4 separate regions of the Mus musculus genome follow, and all the other regions are linked to region 2. Evidence: chromatin contacts called from public Hi-C and promoter capture Hi-C data. All regions are on one chromosome and are shown on one strand. Each heading gives the region's core, a stretch centred on a gene start, on an enhancer-like site or on the middle of the called end of the contact. The rest is flanking DNA. Distances are from core to core; before and after follow the strand shown. Region 1 holds the start of Depp1 (DEPP1 autophagy regulator). Region 2 holds the start of Marchf8 (membrane associated ring-CH-type finger 8). Region 3 holds the start of Efcab12 (EF-hand calcium binding domain 12). Region 4 overlaps Ift122 (intraflagellar transport 122).

Region 1 (2,964 bases), core at 215-2,714, 310 kb after region 2:
ATGGAGTCTCCTCTCTCTTCATTGTCCTGGAAAGCCCCCGTGAAAACAGGGATGTCATGAGAACCTTCACGTGGGGATGGCCTCACCCCCACTCACAGTGTGGATCTCATGGTCGGCTAACAGTCATGCCTAGTTTCAAACACCTCACTGACCACAGAGAGAAGAGTCTAAGGCTATCAAAACCACACACAGCTTCCTGATACGGCCTCACAGTGTTTGCCTAAACAGTCAGGCAAAAGGCTGGAGTCCTGTGGAATCATTCAGGTGTAAGTTGGGAATTGTCACCTGACTTAAGCATTGTTCAGTATCTCCAATGTCCCCATGCCTTTACCCATGACTCTAATGCTACACTTGGAATGCATAGACACAAGACCAGCAGCTCACCATGCTGCAGGAGGCTAGTGTCTGTCCAGCCCTCATGTATCAGACCTGAACGTACTGTTCCCTCTGTAACTCCTCTTCCTCCCGCTTCTGAGGGTAGGTGAGCAGAGGCGCTGAGGCCTGAGAAACGCAAAGCCGGTTCCTTCCCAGGGCTGTCCATCTTGCCTTCAGCTGCCACTGTGTTGGTATCACCCTTGGAGTCCCCTGGTTTCTCACAGCTGCTGTCATTTGCCCGAGCATGGCATCTGGCAGAAGCCACACTACAGCTCCTTACTCAAACCTATAGTGCCTTGCCCTTGCTTTGGTATCATCTGGCCCACCTGACCTGGACCACCCCCTCTTCTGCTGCTCCACAGCCCTTCGGCGCTCTATTTTGCAGCCATCCTGAGTGCTGAGTCACTGCGCCTGCCCACTGATGACTCCATAATCCTTCTCACTGGGAAACAGGCATCATACGTGGTGATTTGTCCACAGTATTTGCTATGCCATTAGCAGTCACTGGCACATGCCTGGCCAACAACGGGCAAGCAAATTTCTCCTTGAAAGTATCTGAGATGTTATGAGAGAAGTCAGACAGACTGTCAAGCTGCCCCGGCACTTGTGTAAGGTGATGTCCCTCACCCTGCAAGCCTCATGTGTTATCATGATCATAAGTGTAGGCCTGGAACTCAGCAAAACTTAGCACAAGGCTGGCGTGTCACAGGATCACAGGTCCTGGGGTAATCCATAGTAGAAAATACTGTGCTATACCAGACAGGGGTGGAAGCCCATGGGGGTCCTATGGAGGTCCCAGGTTCCAGCAGTCCCCAGGTCCCAGGAACCCCCAGGCTGGCTTTGCTCTCTACCCATAGTAAAGCTGTCTAAGTCAGGTGAGGTGGCTGCCCCACACCTCACCCTACAGTGTAAATATTTCCCAACCTCCTGCAGGCACATACACAAATTCCAGGCTGGCAGCTGGGCCAAGCCCCACCCTCTGTGCTTTCCCCTGAGAACCTTCCAAAGTGCTGTTATTTTGAGCTTTTCCTGACAATGATTGATGACCGGAGGAACCGTGTAAAAGCAGCAGTGTGTGTTGGGTTTGCCAGACCGCACAGGGGAAGAAACCACAGCACATCGTCCTGACTGTCCTCTTCCCAGGGACCAAGAGCTAGAGACCCGGCTGTGACTGCCCGCCTCTGGGGCTTCCTTTAGAGGAGACAGTCTTTACCCATCTAGACTCCTGCCACCCTGACTGCTGACTTACAGGTAAGAAGAGCAGCCACCCTTTGGCTTGACACTTTTAAAACACGGGGCTAGTTTATCTCTGAGAGCATCTCTCATCCCGAGCTTTCACGGCCTGACTACTGGATAGAGAGCAGGGGGGTGGGTACCACCGACCACTATGATAATAAGGTGTTTATACAAGGCCTTTGTGTTTACAGGAGAGCTGTGATGTCAAAGCTATGTCTCCGTGAATTTCCCCATATATCCCTGCCAGTGGGATGTTTATAACCCTATTTTTCAGACAAGTAATTAGAGGTTTAGAGAGGTGACATTGCCAGTCTCTAAGTCATTAAGTGGCAGAGACGAGTTTAAAACCTAGGTGTTCTCTGACCCCACATTAATACCCCCCCCCCCGTTTTCTTACCTGTTCGTTCTTCATTTTAAAATTTTTAATTAATTTATTTTATTTTATATGCATGGATATTTTGCCTACACTAATGTATGTGTGCTACACACATGCCAGTCAGACCCCTGGAACTTGATTTATAGATGGCTAGAGCCACTATGTGTGTGCTAAGAACTGAACTCAGGCTCTCTGCAAGAATAAGTACCCTTACCACTGAGCCCCGACTATCTGGCTATTCTTAAACAACACTAATGATGAAGCCTTAGTGAGCTGGGTACTTTGGTGGTAGCTGGAAGGATGAGTGCGGGTGGGGGCAGGGGGGTGAGCCTTGGTCTCAGATCTGCAGGTTTCTTATTGTTTTCTGGGTACCCGAGCCCCGTGTAGCATCTCCGATGAGGGAGAGGAAGTAGGAGGGTGTCAGGGTGGCATGGCGGGCTCGCCACTGGTTTCCTCTTGGCTAACAGGTTGCTTTTGCTTTATTAGCAGCTATGAGGTCCCGGCTTCTGCTGCCCGTGCCCCATTTGCCAACGATTCGGGAAATGTCAGAAGAGCTGTCACATGGGGCAGCTGGGCAGGAACCCCCAGCGTCCCCCAGCCTGGATGACTACGTCAGGTGTATCTGTCAGCTGGCACAGCCCACCTCAGTGCTGGACAAGGTCACAGCCCAGAGCCGTCCCAACAGACCCTCCCGGCCAGCCTGGACTCGAGAGAAGAGGCGCCAGGCCGAGTCTCCAGGAGACAGCTCTCTTTGCGTCAGCAGCCTGCAGCCCACACTGCCCTCTCCCGGCACTGACAACCCTCTGGACTGGCTCTTTGGGAAGTCACAGGGAGAGCAGGCAGATGGGAGAGGTCGACCCAACAGGACTGGTTCTTCAGATCCCTGGGATGTGCCCAGACAGATGGGCAAGGACACGGGGAGACTCTGTGAGGCCAGGGTACCTGAGCACTCTCTGGGAAGAAAACCAGGGCCCAGG
Region 2 (3,081 bases), core at 141-2,640:
TCATCCCCTTTAGCACAGACAGGAGGATTTTTACCAAAGGCCACGAGGCTTCTTGCATTGAGCAAATGGTCACCTCAAAGCAACTGCTTTTTTTCTTTATTTTAGCAGCTTTACCTTCTAAGTACAGAGGTTTCTTCCCACTTCCTGTTTGTTCCCTTGTTTGGACAGATGCAAGATTTTGGTCTCAGGACTCAGAGCTTTGTTTTAGATGAAGAGAGGCTTCAGAAATCTCTTGGGTAGGGAATCCTTGTGTTAGGAGACTCTAGCTTTGCCTAAATAATATTTCCAGCTCCACAACTACTCAGACACTTCTAGAACTTGGAAATCTTTGTCACTTCGGATGGCAGGCTCCCACACCCCCAAATCACTTAATTGACTCTTCTTGCCCATGTACGACACTAATGGAAGTTTAGTCCTGCCTTATAGGAAAGCCTGCCACCAGGGCAGGAGGATTCTCTCAGGTTGTAGCTGCTGCTTCCCACAGCAAAAATCTGCACGAAAAAAATTCACCATTCCATCTTCTAGATGAATGTTGCTTTCAAGGTGATCTACAGGAATGGACCCATTTTTTGCTTTGCTACATGGATCCAGATGTTTTGTCTCCTGACAGTTTGCTCTCTAAACAGCATAGTATGCAAACTGACCAGCATATTTGAGTATGCTGAGTAACCTGATTAGCTAAACCAACAGACTTACTTCTAGACAATAGAAAATCGTGGAGTACTGCAGGGATTGCCTTACAAATCTCTCATGAATTTAAAAAAAAATACCTTGAATGTACCGTGTAATAAAGATTATTGGATAAATAAAACTGCCAGTGGCCAAAACCTCTCCTTCTGTAAGATGTGACTTAGGAAAATTAGAATGTCAAGAAATTGTAAAAGTTAGGAATGATAGCTTCTGAGAGAATCTTTGGGTCCAACCAACAGTACTGTGGTGGGGACAAGTCACAACACCAGTGTACAGGTATAATCAGGGATGAGTTTAATGTAGACAAAGTAGAGTCAAATACGTCTTGTCTACATGGACAGAAATATCCTCATAAAAATTATGAATACCATATTTACATATCCATACCATATACACTCAGAGTCTCTCTAGGTTAGGGAGTGAGAGAAAAAACAAAACAAAAAACCCTGCTCGTCCATACACACAAACGTTTTACCGCGTAGTTCTCGCTCCCACTTCATTTGCTAGCGCACCGGAAGGTTTACCTTTCTCTACACTGAGAAGGTGAAGCCGGGCGGAGTCTACCAGCAGCCTCACCCAGCGCCAGTCTACCAGGCGGCCGCCGCCGCTACCCCGCCTTCCCAGCGCCCCAGGTCGCCAAAGCAACGCTTTTAGCCTGAGGCGCGGCGGGGCACGTGACCGGCGCGTCACGTGACCGGTCAGTCGGCGTCCTCTCGCTGGGTGGTGTAGGCTGCGCGCTGACCCAGCGGCCCTGCTGCGTCCGGCCCGGGTCATGCAGGAAGCGGGCCGCGCGTGGAGCTCCGCGCCCACCTGAGCTGCTCGCGCCGAGGTGCGGCGTGGCGGGGCCGCGCGCTCCGGGCCACCAGGGGTGTGGCCGCTGGGAGGCCGCGACAGGTGGGTGCGCGGAGGTCTCGGGCCGGGGAGAGGCCGCGTGCTGCGGGGCGGGGTCCGGTCACCCTATCGGCGGGCGGCCGAAGGTCTCGGGCTCTCTCAGGTGAAGTCCTGCCCGGGCTGGGCTGTGAGGGCGCGCACCGGGCAACCCTCCCTCCCTGCCTCTGCTTCAGTCTCCGCGTCCGTCCGAGATGGAAGTGTGGATTCCTGGTGTCTGAGTGCCTGACGTGGCGTCTGGACGGTGCTGCTCTAGTAGAAGCGCTGGAGGCAAAGCGTAGGTAGGCTGCTTTACATTTTAATCGCCGCCCATTTGCTCGTCTTTAAAAATGTTTTTTTTTTTTTTTTGGACTCCTTCATCTGAGTCAAGTTTTTTTAAATAGGGAATTTATTAGGGGAGGATTATAATGGCTCACGTTCTTCTCACGTATCTTTAACGCAGCTAAACCTCCCTTAAAAAGAAAACACGCTTCTCTGAAAGCCCATTTGAAAAAAAAAAAAAAAAAAAAAACAACAACAAAGGAAGAAAGAAAGCCAGCCCTTTTCTGCTTCTTTGTCTCCCCCACGTAAAGACACACAGTGGTCATACAGCTGTCAAGATTTATTATGAAGTGGTTTTTTTTTTTTTTTTTTGTCGTTTTATGTTTTTGTTAATTTGATGATGTCTCAAGATACGTATGAAGTATGGCCCTTCCCATTATTTTTTTTTTTCTTTATTTTGTTCGATTATATGTTATGCAATTAGAGAAATAATAAATATATAACTTATCTCTTGGAAAAAACAGCAGTATTTCTGATCAGCCCCAGGAGGGACTGCAATCGTGCTTCTATATAGTAGACTTCACATGTACTTGCTTGGTTAGTTACTCAAAATGGGAGTGGAATACTTCATTTAGAATACTCAAATCACGTGCTGTGAAAAAGAATGTATGAACTATACATGGAATGATGTGGACACTTTTTTTTTTAAAAACTAAATGTTGAAAATCTGAAGCAAGAAAATTTTGCATTTTGAGAGATTCAGTGTGTGAGACCCTATGTTCAATAAAATCAAACGAAATATCCTGTTGGATGCAGTGAATGAGGGTATGCAGAGTGTGAAATTACTGAGGAAGTTAAAATAAAGAGCCATGTGTACTTTCCTAACTTCTTGTTTCTGGAGACTTTATTGATAAGAGATGTACTGAACTTTGATGTTAGCAGGGAAAATCGCTGGGCACGGTGGCGCACTGTGATCCTGGCAGTGGGAAGATAGAGGCAGAGAACACATTTTAAAAAGTTTGTCCTTTGTGAGGAGGTGGCTGTTGGTCGTCTAATGTCTGTGACACCCAGGTGAGGTACATTGTCTTTTCCAAGACAACTCCCTCCTTTACCTTCTCTTTAAGTATAGGCAGACGATGAAACTGTGTTGCATGTCTTGGCTACATCCAGGATTGTCAGATGAAACACACGATTCACAATTAAATATGAATTTTAGGTAAACACAAAATATGTGGAATGTAC
Region 3 (2,933 bases), core at 116-2,615, 500 kb before region 2:
AAATGTTTTCTTTCATAAGAGTTGCCTTGAAGCCTTGTCTCTCTTCTCGGCAAAGAACAGTGATTAGCCTATCAGGTGTTATCCCAGCCACCCTCTTGCAGACAGGTGGCCTGCTTACCACCCACTCACTTTTCACACCACTTCTTTCTAGTGCTCTTCAGGACTATGACCAAGCAGTGACAGGCTGAGGCTACCATCCTGTCATTAGAAGAGATGGTGGAGTTGGAAGAGAAAGCGCTGAATTTCCACTCCTGCATGCACAGGTACACTTTCTGATGTCACTGGCTGACTTTGCTTCTGTTTGTACATTCCCAGAACGTCACTGTGGGCCTCGAATGCTGGATAAGACCCCATTTACTGACCCTTGTGTGTCTCCCAGGAGCACCTGCCTTAGAGCCCTCACTTCGCCTCAGAAAACACACTTGTTCTCCTTCCCTGACTCACACCTCAGCTGCTGCCTTCCTTTCTGGCCGTCATCCTGGGCTCATCCTGTTGTCCTGGTCACTCCTCTAAGTGTCAACACTCTACACCAGGCAGCTTCTCCCACTCACCTCCGTGCTGAGCACCCCCATCCCAGCACAACCATGCCATCTTAGTTGTTCTGAAAACATCTCACTTCTATAGTTTACAGGGTCTTAGGTGTCCACGACTAAGATTAAACGTGTCCCCTGGTTCCAGTCTCATCTAACCAGGTCCTGCAGACACTTTCCATCTCCATGAAGAGCACTGTCACTTACCAGCGTCTGTGATCGTCAAGCCGAAAGTCACACGACTTTTTCTCTCCTCGGCTTTCTGGGCCTCCCATAACCTGGATGATTTCTTTTGCTTCCCACTATGTTTGGCCAGGGTTTCTGCCACATTCTGACTGTGTGCTTTGGAAAGGTGGCTAGAGAGACCAGCATCCCACTGCGAAGCATTAGATGGGTGGGGAGGAGGTTTTCGGAGAGCATGGGTCTTCTGGCATCCAACTCTTCTTGTTTGTTTGTACCCTCCACCTCTCAAATTGCAAACCTTTGCCAAGCACTTGTTTGGGGGCAGACAGCTGACTGTCTCCTCTCCAGGTCTCTTTTTCAATATAGAACGCATTGTTGCCCAACTGAGAAAAATGCAGGTTCCCAGGCGCAAGAGCCTGGCTTTGATTCCAAGTCACGTGACTCAGCCGGGTTCTCTAGCTAGGTCCGGTCCGGGCATAGGAATCCAGGCCGTTTGTGACCTTCTGGAACTCCCTATCCCACAATGGAGACGGCACAATGAGGCTTCTAGCCTATCCTGGAGCTCTCCAACAGCTCTGCCGCCCGGAGCCGGAGGATTCCTGTAGATGGCGTTATGAAGTACGCCCCCAGTTTAGCCGTTTGGTGGAAATAAGCTTCAGGTTTTGCAAAAGGCTGCTCAACCTGCTGAGAGTAAGCCTCTGTTGTCATGACTATAGATGCCCTACACCGATTGGCTGAGCGCTTCCACTTGCAAGAAGGAGGCGGGAGAACCTTTCTTCCCTTCCACCTCCCAAACCCGGAAGTCAGGAGCTTCGGCGATTTGCTTAGCTCTGGCTGGTGCCTCCTTTGGGAAATCATACATATGTCCCAGTCTTCCCATGGCCCCCTATTCTGAAGAAAAAAAAAAATGTCCTATTTTCTTGTAAGCTGCAGGTCCTTCACAGATCTTATCTTCAGGCTTCACTTTTCTCATTTAAAAAAAGTATCATAACTCTACCCTGGGTTCTGAGAATCCTAGTCAGTCAAGGTCAAATAAAAGACAGGTATTTGGTGCTATGACTGGGTGTTATGGTCTGGAATCAACAGTTTTGGTGGCAACCACTTGTATCCCAGCGCGGGAAGATAGACGTTAAGTTTGAGGCCAGCTTGTGTTACATAAGTCCCAGGCCAGCCAGAGCCACTCAATGAGAGCCTATCTTTAATCAAAGCCAGAAACAGGTTAGAACCAGTCCTAATAATAAACCTTTGAAATCTCCACTAATAGGTGAACTATGGGGTGTGCATGGAAAGATACATGACCCACACTACATGGAGGAGTCTAGTAAACGGAAGAATCCAGACTCAGGCTCAGGCCTTACACCTGTTTCTTCGAGACAGGGTTTCTCTGTATAGCCCTGGCTGTCCTGGAACTCACTTTGTAGACCAGGCTGGACTCGAACTCAGAAATCCATCTGCCTCTGCCTCCCAAGTGCTGGGATTAAAGGCATGTGCCACCACGCCAGGCTCAGAAATGTCTTTGAGTTAGCTAGTGTTAGTGGCTGTAAATGTGTTAAACACAAAACAAAACCATTTAATTAAACACTTACAAAAATGTGGTCTGGCCAGGTATGGTAGTACACAGGAGGAGCTCTGTGAATTGGTGGCCAGTCTGGTCTACATAGAAAAATCCTGTCTCCAAAAAAAAAAAAAAAAAAGAAAAAAAGAAAAAGTTTTGTACTGCTGGGCACTGAGCTCTAAGCCTTGGGCATGCCAGGAAAACTCAACTGCTGAACTACCCACCTGATTCTAACATTTTAAACTGTAGGTCACAAAATAAAGATCAACATTTGAACAAGTTCTCTGTGCTGGGGACCATCTTCACTAGATTTAGCATCCTCCTGACTCCCCACAACCCGAGGCACTCGCTTCTACTGGCCCTTCTGAGCCACAGCCTCTGAACACTTACAAAACCATGACAAGGCACCATGGTTTCACTGAGATGCGAGGGAAGGCACGGAGGTCAGGCAACCTTATCTCCTGAAAAGAAAGAGTCGCCCTGGAACCCCAGCAATTGGCCAGACAGAGCTCCCCTTCAAGGCGACCAGGGAGAGGGGGGTTAAGTGGCCCTGCCCTGCAGCCTTATCTCATCTCATAGCTGACATTTGGGAAATTTGCTTTGCCACCTAACCTTGGCCATGGCCCAGGCATCCAAAGATTTCTCTGGACTCTGACCTGCTTGTG
Region 4 (2,775 bases), core at 218-2,717, 450 kb before region 2:
GCCTGTTAGAAAAGATAAAAAGGAAGACCTTGTTTAGGAGCCATTCTAGTGTAAAACTAGTATCAAAACCTGTGTGAGGGTCCCAAGCCTCTTGCCACTTAGGGCTGCCACAATAGAGAAGAGTTGTGGGGGATTGGTGGCCTGCTGCTGGCTCTGGAGGCCCATGTTGAAGATGGCCCCTGAGGCGGCTTGTGGTGGATTGGTGGTGGCAGGGTCGGGGAAGAGCCAGCGTTAGATCACCACTGCTGGTGTAGGACGGTTTCCCCAGGAGGGCTGCAAGCACTCTTTCTCTGACCCTCCACGCTGAGCTTGGGATGTCTCCTAGGAGAAACGGCTACAGTGCCTGTCCTTCAGTGGAGTGAAGGAAAGGGAATGGCAGATGGAATCTCTCATCCGCTACATCAAGGTGATCGGTGGCCCTGCTGGAAGAGAAGGTCTGTTGGTAGGCCTGAAAAACGGCCAGGTGAGTCTTCCTGCACTACCATCGAGCTTGCTGTCCGGGCAGGCACGGGTTTCCTGTCTGGGATGATGTGCTATGGGTTGTAGACAGCCTGGCGTTTGCTTTCATAAAGACAGCTCCAGGCCAAATGGCTGTGGCCCTCAGACTCACAGCATGCTCACCCCTGGCAGAGTGGGTGCCATGGCTTTCAAGCTGCACGTAGCAGGGATCAGTGTGCTTAAGGTCACCCCGAAGGTGGGATTTGTTGGAGACACAGCTTTAGTGGATTGCTGGAGAGGCAGGCGGAGATTGTGCACGAGGTCAGAGCCTTATTAGGCAGTGCCTGGATTAATCAGTATTCCTGTCTGGGGCCTAGATGCTGCTAGTCCTTAGGGTGTTACTAGAACCAAAAAGGAAACTGGACTGTTTGGACAAATCGATTAGGAAATCTAGGCTACAAGAAGTTGAACAGATTCTCTGTGTGTTCATCTACATTCTTTGCTTAAAATAAGAAACTTCTATGTGGGCTACATAGAAATTTGAAAGTGAAAATATAACTGCATTAGCCTGAGAGCCAAGCTGTGTGGCAGATGGCTGTGGCTGAAGCTTGTCAGGTCTTTGCTGGGGACGGAAGTTGCGGAGCATGAGCTCAGTAGGAGCTGACAAGCAGCGGCACCCCAGTGCGGGATAGTCTGCAGCTTCCTCAGTCAGCTGTCAGGTCTCATGGGAGGCTGAGAGCATGGCTTTGGGGTCAGGTTAACCTGGGACCACATTCCTTCTCACGCGCTGTATGGCCCTGGGCAGATAGATGAGTTTGCCTCTCTGAAGCTCAAGTTGTCCAAATAAGGACAATACTGTTTCTTCCCAGGGCTGTCAGAAACAGGGATGTCAGTGAATGGCAGCTGTCACCATCAGCACCGTCATTATTACTTTATACCAGATGTCTCCCCTGTGTTTACAGTAGCCCTTCCTGTGTTAGTGTATGACTCCTCTACCCTGCAGTTTAAGCAGTATCATTAAAAATGTCTCTAGTTCACACAGACATTAGTCAGTTTGGCATGTCTCAGGCCTGTTGTTGCTTCAGTGACCTCCTATGAACCATGCTTTTGGACTCTTAAGGATGGTTACCCCCCCCCCTTTATTTAATGAGTCTTTTCTCTGCACACAGCTTCTGGAGGAGTTAGTGGGTGTTGTTCTTGTAGAACACATGGGATGCCAAGAGTCTGGCAGTGGTCCAGGGTCTGGTTGCCGTGGTAACTCACACTTATTTCTCTGAAATTTCGCCAGATCCTGAAGATCTTTGTGGACAATCTTTTTGCTATTGTCCTGCTGAAGCAGGCCACAGCCGTGCGCTGCCTGGACATGAGTGCCTCCCGGAACAAGCTGGCTGTGGTGGATGAGAATGACACGTGCCTGGTGTACGACATCCACACGAAGGAACTGCTTTTCCAGGTGGAGTCCTGGATGGAGACACAGTCCTCAGAACAGGGAGCAGTCTTGAGTCTCCCAGTTGTGCAAGCCCTGTCTGGGAGGAAGAACAAGGGCCTGGGACCCAGCACAGGAATAGATTCTGAAAAGCCCCAGGGACAGGGTAGCTGGGCCAGCCTCTTGCACTGGTTTCCTTCTCAGGAAGATGGGCAAGTAACCTCAGTTTCACATAGCCATAGCAGTACTTGAGTGGACAGTGACAAGTCTGATGGCTATGTTAATGTGTGGTGGTGACTTTTTTGATAAAGTCTGTGAGTCCCTTACCCAGGACTGCTAGTTGCTACCAGTGGCCTAAGGCACACACATGTAGAAGCTCACCTAAGCTTACTCCACAGAACACTATAGCACAATAGCTGCATGGATCACTGGGAGTGGGCATTGTTTCCACAGTCTTTGGTCCTGTGGCTGAAAGAAGTGTGTCACTGAGCAGTCCAAAGACTGTGCCCATCACCTGGCTGGCTTTCTGCCACACTAGGGCTGTTCTTGGCTTCTTTGGGGCATTGTGAGAGGTCAGAGCTAATTAATGTGAAGTGAGGACCCCCTGAGATTGGAGCCTTTGTTCTCTGGCTTCTCCTGCACGGTTTCCCGACATCATAGATAGACATGGGTCCTCTTCCAAGGCCCTCCTTGTCCTTGGCAACAGAACCAGCAGGGTAGAAGTGTCTGGCTTTCCTCAGTCAGTTGGACGGGGCTACATGTCTACCAGTAGCCCAAAACGACTTCAGTTATTATCACATCATGGCACAGAGGAAGCAGAGGGTTTAGGGAAAAGAACCTGCATTCACAGACCCCTGTGAGTCTCAATCTGGCTAACATGAAACTACCTTTTCCTTCCTTCCTTCCTTCCT

The links. Promoter capture Hi-C pulls out the DNA fragments that hold promoters and counts their contacts. A called contact is a pair of places that touch in the nucleus more often than the background predicts.
Region 1: a promoter capture Hi-C map of liver shows a contact between it and region 2, with 2.1 times the contacts expected there. The contact joins the promoter of Depp1 here to the promoter of Marchf8 in region 2. A contact is called at or near these places in 3 of 39 promoter capture datasets (embryonic stem cells and liver), 1 of 115 datasets of contacts at active chromatin or transcription factors (pancreatic cancer cells) and 1 of 9 other capture datasets (adipose tissue).
Region 3: a contact with region 2 is called in a promoter capture Hi-C map of neutrophils, with 2.5 times the contacts expected there. The contact joins the promoter of Efcab12 here to the promoter of Marchf8 in region 2. A contact is called at or near these places in 2 of 39 promoter capture datasets (liver and neutrophils).
Region 4: a Hi-C map of uterus shows a contact between it and region 2. The contact joins the enhancer-like site here to the promoter of Marchf8 in region 2. A contact is called at or near these places in 2 of 39 promoter capture datasets (neutrophils and pre-B cells) and 1 of 484 Hi-C or Micro-C datasets (uterus).

Annotation. Positions count from the first base shown.
Region 1 is chr6:116,649,220-116,652,183 of GRCm38.p6, forward strand. Depp1 (DEPP1 autophagy regulator) reads left to right here and starts at 1,465. Exons shown (of 2, transcript NM_145980.2): 1 at 1,465-1,626; 2 at 2,474-2,964. The coding sequence starts at 2,479. The region is part of intron 3 of Rassf4 (Ras association (RalGDS/AF-6) domain family member 4); the gene reads right to left.
Region 2 is chr6:116,336,632-116,339,712 of GRCm38.p6, forward strand. Marchf8 (membrane associated ring-CH-type finger 8) reads left to right here and starts at 1,391. Exons shown (of 8, transcript NM_001302383.1): 1 at 1,391-1,584; 2 at 1,755-1,859.
Region 3 is chr6:115,837,047-115,839,979 of GRCm38.p6, forward strand. Efcab12 (EF-hand calcium binding domain 12) reads right to left here and starts at 1,366. Exons shown (of 9, transcript NM_001110506.1): 1 at 738-1,366. The coding sequence starts at 1,086.
Region 4 is chr6:115,890,139-115,892,913 of GRCm38.p6, forward strand. It overlaps Ift122 (intraflagellar transport 122), which reads left to right. Exons shown (of 29, transcript NM_001167763.1): 12 at 326-463; 13 at 1,727-1,891. Among named protein-coding and RNA genes, the nearest start is that of Ift122, 38 kb to the left of the region's middle. Within about 2 kb of position 1,468, at least 100 of the 459 cell types and tissues checked have an H3K27ac peak or open chromatin away from gene starts, as enhancers often do. A contact at or near this core is called in uterus, where this site is marked.